Regions from separate parts of the Sus scrofa genome. Here regions 1 and 3 are each linked to region 2. A link is a contact called in public Hi-C and HiChIP or PLAC-seq data. All regions are on one chromosome and are shown on one strand. The core of a region is the stretch at or near the end of the contact, and the rest is flanking DNA. Distances in the headings are between cores, read along the strand shown. Region 1 overlaps TTLL11 (tubulin polyglutamylase TTLL11). Region 2 overlaps DAB2IP (disabled homolog 2-interacting protein). Region 3 overlaps TTLL11 (tubulin polyglutamylase TTLL11).

Region 1 (2,955 bases), core at 3-2,502, 340 kb before region 2:
CGAGCGGAGGCTCAATAGCCTCCTTTCTGTTTCCAAAGTGGTCTAGAGGGAAAACCTGGGTTCTGGAGCCGGCCACGCTTACACTGAGAGTGTCCTCAGCTATGCGTATGGCCTGGCACTGTTTCTGCACCCTCTGAGCCTTGTTCCCTCCTCTCTAAAATTCAGACACGACTCTGCCCCATAGGGCTGCTGGCTGATGAACACAGAGAGAGGATTAAATAAGAACGCTGTTCTGACTCCTCACTCTCCCGACACTGATGTCAAGAGATGGTCGTTTCTTCCTCTTGTTCTTTTCCTTCCCACTGGGTGACATAGTTGAAGCAACTTGTAGATATTTAGAAAGGGCTTACAGCTCAGAATACAATGATTTATCAAAGTCACTCAGGCTTATCTCTGCTGCTCTTAACCGCTGTTAGATAACCACGGGATGCTTTCCAAAGTATCCCAGCAACACCCTAACAAAGAATCCTGCCTGTTTGGATTAAGTTGAAGGTAGAAAGGAAGTGGTCTCTCCGATGAACTTTTGTGTGCTTAATGTCATCATACATATCGACTCAGGTCACCCTTGACTAATGTCACCACATCACCGTCTCTCTCTCTCTTTTTTTTTTTTTTTTTTTGGCTTTTTAGGACTGCACCTGTGGCATATGTAGGTTCCCAGGCTAGGGGTTGAATTGGAGCTACAACTGCCAGCCTACACCACAGCCATAGCAACACCAGATCTGAGCCACATCTGTGACCACAAGCTCATGGCAATGCCAGATCCTTAACCCACTGAGCAAGGCCAGGGATCGAACCCACCACCTCATGGTTCCTAATTGGATTCGTTTCTCCTGTGCCACGCCAGGAACTCCCATCACCATATCTTATACATTGAAATTTTTAGTTGGTCCACGTTATTATACTTGTGATTTCTGCTGGTGTCTTCCAAGTACATTATAATTTTAAAGCATTCCCTGGCCATGCAAGTGTGGGAAATCCTGGACCCGAGAGGTTTATTCTAATCCTCAGTTGATGGATGACAGCATCGGTGCTGTAGTGTAACACATACCCTACTATTTCTTACACATGTCTCGCTAGGCTGTTTGGTTTATGGGATTGTATCCTGAGATCCTGAAATGCTGTCCTGTGGAGGTTGTAGCATCGCTGTCCTGACATGATGGGTCAGGTGAGGCATCCCCTAGACAGGGTGGTCCTTCTCATGTCAGTGTCAGGCGATCTCTTGGCTGAGCCTCCGAGGAATCTGGCTGTGCTCCCAGGTCATGGGAAAACACTGTCTTCTGCCATCCACAGTCACACTGAAGAGCCCTGTCATGCTGGGATGAGCGTGTCTGTAAACAGAATGATCTTGTCGTTCTTCTCCGTGTTTATTTCCCTTCTGCTCTGAGTCATTAATAAAGTCTTTTAGAGTCTGGTTTCTTCTGGACTCTGGGGAACTGGGGAGAGCTGGAGCCCATGCTTGGTTCAGAGCATTAAAGGGGATCAAACCCCCTTAAAGGGCCTCTGCCGCCCCTCTGTGACTTGTAAGGAGGCAGGGAAGTGTCCTTACAGGAGACCACTGAGGTCAGAAGGGGGCACTGGGCCAATATTGCTGGTGAGCCCATCTGAGAGCTTAGCCAAAGGTCCTGTTGTCCAGTGGCCACCTGCTACCATTGAAAGATAGCTGGGAGGCAAACAGACAGTGTTTATTTAAAGAAAAGTGGCTTACAGAGCGGGCCTTCAGCGGCACAGTGGGAGTTCCTTTGTAAAACTCAGCCCAGCCTGGCTTCCAACCTTCACACTCATTTAGAATGCCCACAGAGCCCCATGGCGATCAAAGGCACGTAGAGGTAATTCCTTGCATGTCAACACCTTCATGCTTCTCCTTGAAATGTAAACCAGCAGTTGAAATCCTGGGGCTTGCAGGAGATCCTGTTGTCACTTCGCTGATGTAAATGACCAGCCCTTCCTGCACAGACACTTGGCTGCCCAGCCAGGTTCTCAGAGGGGATTGGCTTCTTGGCTTGTTGGTTTCCATCCAGATCTCTACTGGAACTCTCACCCAGCAGCAGCAGCAGCACACTGGCCACCTTGAGCCGGGGTACCTGGTGACAGGCCGTACCAGTGGTAGTTAGGGCAGCAAGTGCCCAAGTTCATGGCCTTGATCCCCAAGTCATCTCAGACTTTCCTGCCTCGCTCACTCTTGCTGTTTACTATTTTTGCCTTCCTCATGTTCTGACTCATCACTTCCTAACTGTTTGACTCACAGGTCACCTGACTTCTCTGAACCTCCAATCTTTTGTTTGTAATAGTATTAAAAACAATATCATGCAGGTATGCAAAAGATACTAAGAATAAAACAAAAAAAAATTAGGGCAAGATAAGTGAAGTTGGTCAAAACGTGCAAACTTCCAATTATAAAACAATTAAGTCTTGGGGTTATAATGTACAGCATGGTGATTGTCGTTAGTATTATGGTATTGGATATTTAGAAGCTGCTGAGAGAGCAGGTCTTAAAAAGTTCTCATCTCAAGGGAACAAAAAATCGTAACTATGTAAGGTGGCAGATGTTAGCCAGAGTTATTGTGGTGATCGTTTTGCAATATGTACAAATACCAAATCATTATGTCCTACATCTACAGCTAGTACAAACGTTATATGTGAATTATATCTCAATTTTTAAAAAAGCTTATAAGTAGGGAATTTAAGAAATGATAGCTAATAAACTGAAAATCTGACAGTAGTCCCTACTGCTCAAAAAAAGATAATAAAAGATAATATATCTAACACTCAGTACATGCCCAGCACCATTTTTTTTTTTTTTTTTTTTTTGGCTGTACCCTGGGCAGGCTCAGGATTGAACCTGAACCACAGCAGTGATCTGAACCTGTGACAACACCAGATCCTTAACCACTAGGCCACCAGGGAACTCCAATTTTTTTTTTTTTGCTCTAGCACCATTTTTATTTTTATTTT
Region 2 (2,873 bases), core at 60-2,559:
CCTGTAGAGCTACTGCAGTCGTAGTTATGCAAGGATTTGTTTCATGCCTCCCTCCCCCACAGGAGTGTGGGGGTCCCTGGGGTCCCTGGTGTTAGACACCTAGCAGGTACTCCATAAATACTTCCTGAATGAGTGAACAAATATTTATTATACAAAAAAAAAAAAAAAAAAAAAACAGGAGAAAGGCAGAGAATGTTCTCTGGGAGGATTTTCAGGAATTCCACTTGGGCTCAATCTCGGTGGGCTTACCAGAGGAGGCAGCTTTTGAGGGCATAATGGAAATACTGAAGGTGAGGCAGCGTGTGGGCTTGCGAGATTATCTGGGGCAGGGCAGCCATATACAGGCATTCCAGGCAGAATTACACCTCAAGCAACGGTGTGGAAGTAGGAGAGCAGGAGTGTGGTTGCCTGGGAGGGCCCCGGGGTGCTCACAGGCCCCTCCAATGTCCAAGTTACACACCCGAGTCCAGGCTCATAGCACAGGCCATAAGACCCTCTCCCCAAGGCAGTGGACACCCAGGGCAAGAGGGCCCCTTAGGAACCCTGAGGGTCTAGAGGAGGGAGGAGGGGGCCGCAGTTGGGAAGCAGGTGGGGGTGTGAAGGTGGGAGGGGGAAATCAGGACATCAGAGAGACCCTCCTGATTTCTGCCCATGCCCAGGACTGAGTGGCATCAGTGAACAGAAATCAGACACTCATTCCTAAGGTCTCAAGCAGGGATGTGATAATCCAGGGCAGCCAGGCAGTGACTCACTGCCCCATAAATCCTCTGGCTGGCCAACACTTGCCTGAGCATAATAAGCCCACCCCAGAGGTCTGCATGGCCACACACATTTCATCAGCTCTTTTTTCTTTTTCTTTTCTTTTTTTTTTTTTTTTTTTTTTTGCAGGGGGGGGATTCTTTTTAGGGCAGCATCCAGGGCACATGGAAGTTCCCAGGCTAGGAAGGGATTGAACTGGAGCTGCAGCCGCCAGCCTACATCACAGCCACAGCAACCTGGCATCTGAGCCGTGTCTGTGACCTACACCACAGCTCATGGAAACACCGGATCCTTAACCCACTGAGTGAGGCCAGGAATCAAACCCATATCCTCATGGATACTAGTTGGGTTCGTTACCTCTGAGCCACGATGGGAACTCCTTCATCAGCTCTTTAAGCCCCCGTCAGCCCTGACCTAAGAGCAGGGAGTCCAGCTCCCAGGGCTGCCTGACTGCAAACCGACTTAATAGGGAGCTACGCCCCAGCAGCAGGCTCTCGACTTTCTCCCTCGGCCTCCCTCCAGGCCCTGTCTCTGTGCCAGGCCAGTCTTCCAGGGGTGACTCACTGCTTATTCCCCACCAGATCGTCCCTGTCCTGTGCTCCGTGCACTCTGTGTGAGTAAACGCTCTCAAAAGAAGCTGCCTGGCAGAAGGGCAAGAACACCACGCACAGATTCCAGAAATCTGAGTTCGAGGCCCAGCTCTGTCATTAACAATAATGAGGAGTTCCCATCGTGGCACAGCAGAAATGAACCCAACTAGGAACCATGAGGCTTCAGATTCAATCCCTGCCTCACTCAGTGGGTTAAGGATCCGGTGTTGCCGTGAGCTGTGGTGTAGGTCACAGAAGTGGCTCGGATCCTGCGTTGCTGTGGCTCTGGCATAGGCCAGCAGCTGTTGCTCTGATTTGACCCCTAGCCTGGGAACCTCCATAAGCCGTGGGTGCAGCCCTACAACACAAAAAATTAAAATTAAAATAAAAAAAGAAAACAAAAATGAGAGCTATTCCAATGCATTAAAAAGGGTAAGCCAGATGTATTTGTTAAGCTCTAAGCTTCAGCACTTTAGTAGTGCTTTACATGACTTATCTTGTTTAATTCTTATAATCCGATGTGCAGGTGAGAGATTGGAGGCTCAGAGATGTTAAGCTACTTGCACAAGGCCACACAGCCAGGAAGTGGCAGAGCTAGGGTCAACCCCGGTAGTCTGCACCAGAGCCAAACCCTTCCATGATTCCATCACCGCACTGTGAGACGCCGAGCGAGCACATAGCCTCTCTGGGACTCAGTTTCCCCATCTGCACAATGAGCGGATTGGGCTAGCTGATCTTTAAGCCCCTTTCCAGCTTGGGCATACCATCCTTCTCCTCCCTGGTGACCTGCTTGCAGGTGACAACAAGGAGACCCTCTGGAGACAGCTGGCCTGGAGGAAGGATGCTAATGGGGGGACTTCAGGCCCTGTGCTGGGCTGTAGGGAGCTTCTATTAGGCCAGCTTGGCCCGCCCTCCCAGGGCAGCAAGGCAGGGACGAGAAGCTATAGGGTTTCTCCCTAGACCAAGAGCCACCAGAAAGTACCAGGACCCCAGGGTGCTCCAGCCCCAGAAACCAGTGAACACTAGTGGGAGGGAGAGGCCAGAGGCGGGCAGCAGCCCCTAAATCCACCTGAATGAACAGTGCTTTTAAAAGCCCTTTTCACTACAGGATACAAAACGCACATTTGGGGAGAGGATTTTATAGGCTATTTCTCCTCCAGGGTGATTTACCATTGGCAGGCCAGGCTCTCCTGGGTGTCCTGCCCCTGCAGGATCATGGGAACCCATGGGGTGGAGTCAAGGTCAATTTCAAGGCAAGACTGTGGTGGTCCACGGGCTTGTCCTGACCTCCTTCTAGGCAGGTGGCCACTTGGCCTCAGAGATGCAGTGGGCTCTGTGGAGCCAGGAGGTGGATGCTCGCCCTTCCTCTCCTCTGCCCGCACTCACTCGCTGAAGGCATGCCCTCCCGGAGGCTGTCACACACCTTCATCCCACAAGCCCTCAGGTGCCCGCCACAGGTGAGGCCTTGCCCTGATGCCTGCGGCTCAGAGAAATCAGAAACATTGCTGCCCTTGAGAAAGTCAC
Region 3 (2,981 bases), core at 383-2,882, 290 kb before region 2:
ATCAGTGGGTTAAGGAGCCAGCATTGCCTCAAGCTGTGGTGTAGGTTGCAGACTCGGCTTGGATCTGGCATTGCTGTGGCTGTGGTATAGGCTGGCAGCTGCAGCTCCAATTCAACCCCAGCCTGAACTTCCATATGCCACACCTGCACACCCCCGCCTCGCCCCTGCCAAAAGGCAATAGTTTGCATCTGTCAACCTCAAACTCCCTGTCCATCCCACTCCCTACCCTCTGGCACACTCAAGTCTGCTCTCCATGTCTGTGATGATTCTGTTTTGTAAGTAGGATCATTTGTGCCATATTTTAGATTCCACATATTAGTGATATCATATGGTTATTTGTCTTTCTCTTTCTGACTTACTGGACTACTTTCTTTAAAGGACTTAGATGTTGACTTTTTAAATACCTTTTCTCTCCAATATTATTCTAAATGGAAACATTAAATTTGGGGTGAGTTTGGGAAAAGTGTAAGTAGTTTGATAGGGATGGAGAGGGTGAGGTGTACAGGAAGCAGAGGGGAAGAAAGAGAATGGTTGACAGTGGTCGGATTATCAAGGGCCTTGAATGCCAAGCCAAGGAGGTTTTGGGTTGCCCTGTGGACACATCAGGGGAGGGGTAGCAGGGGCTGTGATAGAGCCATTTGTGGTTGGTCCACTGAACAGATCAGCTCAAATCACTCATCCTTCTGATCAGTCCCCCTCCCACCCCACCTCCCCACCTAGTATCCCTGCCTTTCCCCCGTTTACATATTTACCTTTAATTATCGCTTTCAGGGAGTTCCCGTGGCTCGCGGAAGTGAATCTGACTGGGAATCATGAGGTTGCAGGGTCAATCCCTGGCCTCGCTCAGTGGGTTAAGGATCCGGCGTTGCCATGAGCTGTGGCGTAGGTTGCAGATGCAGCTCAGATTCTGTGTTGCTGTGGCTCTGGAGTAGACTGAAAGCTACAGCTCCGATTCGACCCCTAGCCTGGGAACCTCCATATGCGCAGGTGCGGCCCTAAAAAGACAAAAGACAAAAAAAATTATTGCTTTCATTATTTTCACAGCCCAAACTGGCAGGAATGGTCTGATGCAGGGTGGAATTAACCGTTGGGACCCTAGAAGACCTCCTTTGTTCCTATTATTAACCCGAGTGTTTTTCAGAGAAGATTTTATTAAGAGAGATCACTGGGGCTTGTTTTCAGCAGCATTTTCCAGAGCGAGCGTGGCCAACGACCGTCCTTGGGCCTGACTCCCCTCTGTGCGTGCACTTGTAAAAGCAGGTGTCCCTCAGCGCTTAGGGAGCAGCGGCTTCTAATTAGTTGCTTGTTAAACCACAGGCCTCCAGATTGGGCTGCTAAAATTACTAGTTTTTCAATAAGAAAACCCTGATGGTAATTCTTTTTTTCACCCGGCACACAAGCATATCTGGCTCTCTGCTGCTGCCGCATCTTTCTGAGATTGTTGTCAGATTGTTGTCGTCGTTACTATTATGTGTTACTATTACTATTTATGGCGCCAGGGGGTAGGGCTGGGTGCTCTGCAAATATTATTGTTTTGTTGAATTCTCACAGGATCTTTGTAGGCACTGTTTTCCCAGAAGAAGATATCTGGTCTCCGGAGAGCTGAGTCACCGGCCAAGGTCACAGGGCCAGAATGGGTCAAGTTCAGCCCTAGGCTGGGCCCTCAGCTATGTTCTTGGCCACAACTTCTTCTCTGTGATGTAAATATCCATCTGCGTTTGTTTCACTGACCATGTTTTATGACATTTGGAATGTGTGGTGTAGTCAAATAGCATCTGGAAAATAATATGAAAATATGAAGTATGAAAATAATATGAAAATAATCTTTACACTTAGCTTAAAAATGCAGTGCAGATGTAGATTAAATACCATTAATAATTCCCCTGGACCATTGTCATTCCATTTGGGTTCACTTAAAGGAACAAATTCAATATTTCCCTACTACAGCAGTGAAGTTCCAAATTCTCAAGCTACCCCAAGGGCAGACGTTTAGTCCTTCAGTGATTACTCACGGCATAACCAGCCTTCCTAGGTAATTTTTTCATCGTTTCTTCCTCCATCCAGGAAGGTGGTAATTGCATACAGTCACTTTAGAGTTGCATTTCTTTTTTTTTTTTTTTTTGTCTTTTTTTTTGTCTTTGTTGTTTTGTTGCTATTTCTTGGCCGCTCCGCGCATATGGAGTTCCAGGCTAGGGTTGAATCGGAGCTGTAGCCCAGCCTACGCCAGGCCACAGCACGTGGGATCCGAGCCGCGTCTGCGACCTACACCACAGCTCACGGCAATGCGGATCGTTAACCACTGAGCAAGGCAGGACGAACCGCAACTCATGGTTCTAGTCGGATTCGTTAACCACTGCGCCACGACGGGAACTCCAGAGTTGGCATTTCTAAACATCACATTGCCTTGGTTTTTTTAACTCTCTCACTGTTAGCTGTTCACATTTTTATAATATGAGGATAGATTGTTAGATTTTTATTTTTTATTGAAGTATAGTTGATTTACAATGTTGCGTTAGTTTCTGTGTACAGCAAAGTGAATCAGTTATACACACATGCATTCTTTTGAATATTGTTTTCCATTATGGCTTATTATAAGTTATTGAATATAGTTCCCTGTGCTTTACAGTAGGACCTTGTGGTTTATTCAATCTATATAAAATAGTTTGCATCTGCTAACCCCAAACTCCCACTCTGGCCCTCCCCCACTCCTCTCCCCTTGGCAGCTGTAGGTCTGTTTTGTAGATAAGTTCGTTTGTGCCATATTTTAGATTCCACATGTAAGTGATAGCATATAGTATTTGTTTTTCTCTGTATGACTTACTTAGTATAATAATCTCAATGTCCATCCATGTAGCTGCAAATGACATTATTTCATTCTTTTCTGGCTGAGTAGTATTCCATTGCGTATGTGTACCACATCTTCTTTATCCACTAATCTATCAATGGATATTTAGGTGTTTCCATGCCTTGGCTATTGTGAA

What was found. Hi-C and Micro-C count contacts between places; a contact is called where the count stands out from the background. HiChIP or PLAC-seq counts read pairs in DNA pulled down with a chosen protein or histone mark.
Region 1: a Hi-C map of skeletal muscle shows a contact between it and region 2, with 5 times the contacts expected there. The contact joins two enhancer-like sites. A contact is called at or near these places in 1 of 5 promoter capture datasets (liver), 16 of 47 Hi-C or Micro-C datasets (alveolar macrophages, brain, embryonic fibroblasts and 8 more) and 1 of 2 datasets of contacts at active chromatin or transcription factors (skeletal muscle).
Region 3: a contact with region 2 is called in an H3K27ac HiChIP or PLAC-seq map of skeletal muscle. The contact joins two enhancer-like sites. A contact is called at or near these places in 2 of 47 Hi-C or Micro-C datasets (embryonic fibroblasts and retroperitoneal adipose tissue) and 1 of 2 datasets of contacts at active chromatin or transcription factors (skeletal muscle).

The regions. Positions count from the first base shown.
Region 1 is chr1:262,109,953-262,112,907 of Sscrofa11.1, reverse strand. All of the region lies in intron 4 of TTLL11 (tubulin polyglutamylase TTLL11), which reads left to right. Among named protein-coding and RNA genes, the nearest start is that of TTLL11, 93 kb to the left of the region's middle. Within about 2 kb of position 1,252, at least 16 of the 83 cell types and tissues checked have an H3K27ac peak or open chromatin away from gene starts, as enhancers often do. A contact at or near this core is called in skeletal muscle, where this site is marked.
Region 2 is chr1:261,766,842-261,769,714 of Sscrofa11.1, reverse strand. All of the region lies in intron 2 of DAB2IP (disabled homolog 2-interacting protein), which reads right to left. Among named protein-coding and RNA genes, the nearest start is that of DAB2IP, 36 kb to the right of the region's middle. Within about 2 kb of position 1,309, at least 4 of the 83 cell types and tissues checked have an H3K27ac peak or open chromatin away from gene starts, as enhancers often do. A contact at or near this core is called in skeletal muscle, where this site is marked.
Region 3 is chr1:262,054,847-262,057,827 of Sscrofa11.1, reverse strand. All of the region lies in intron 8 of TTLL11 (tubulin polyglutamylase TTLL11), which reads left to right. Among named protein-coding and RNA genes, the nearest start is that of TTLL11, 150 kb to the left of the region's middle. Within about 2 kb of position 1,632, at least 3 of the 83 cell types and tissues checked have an H3K27ac peak or open chromatin away from gene starts, as enhancers often do. A contact at or near this core is called in skeletal muscle, where this site is marked.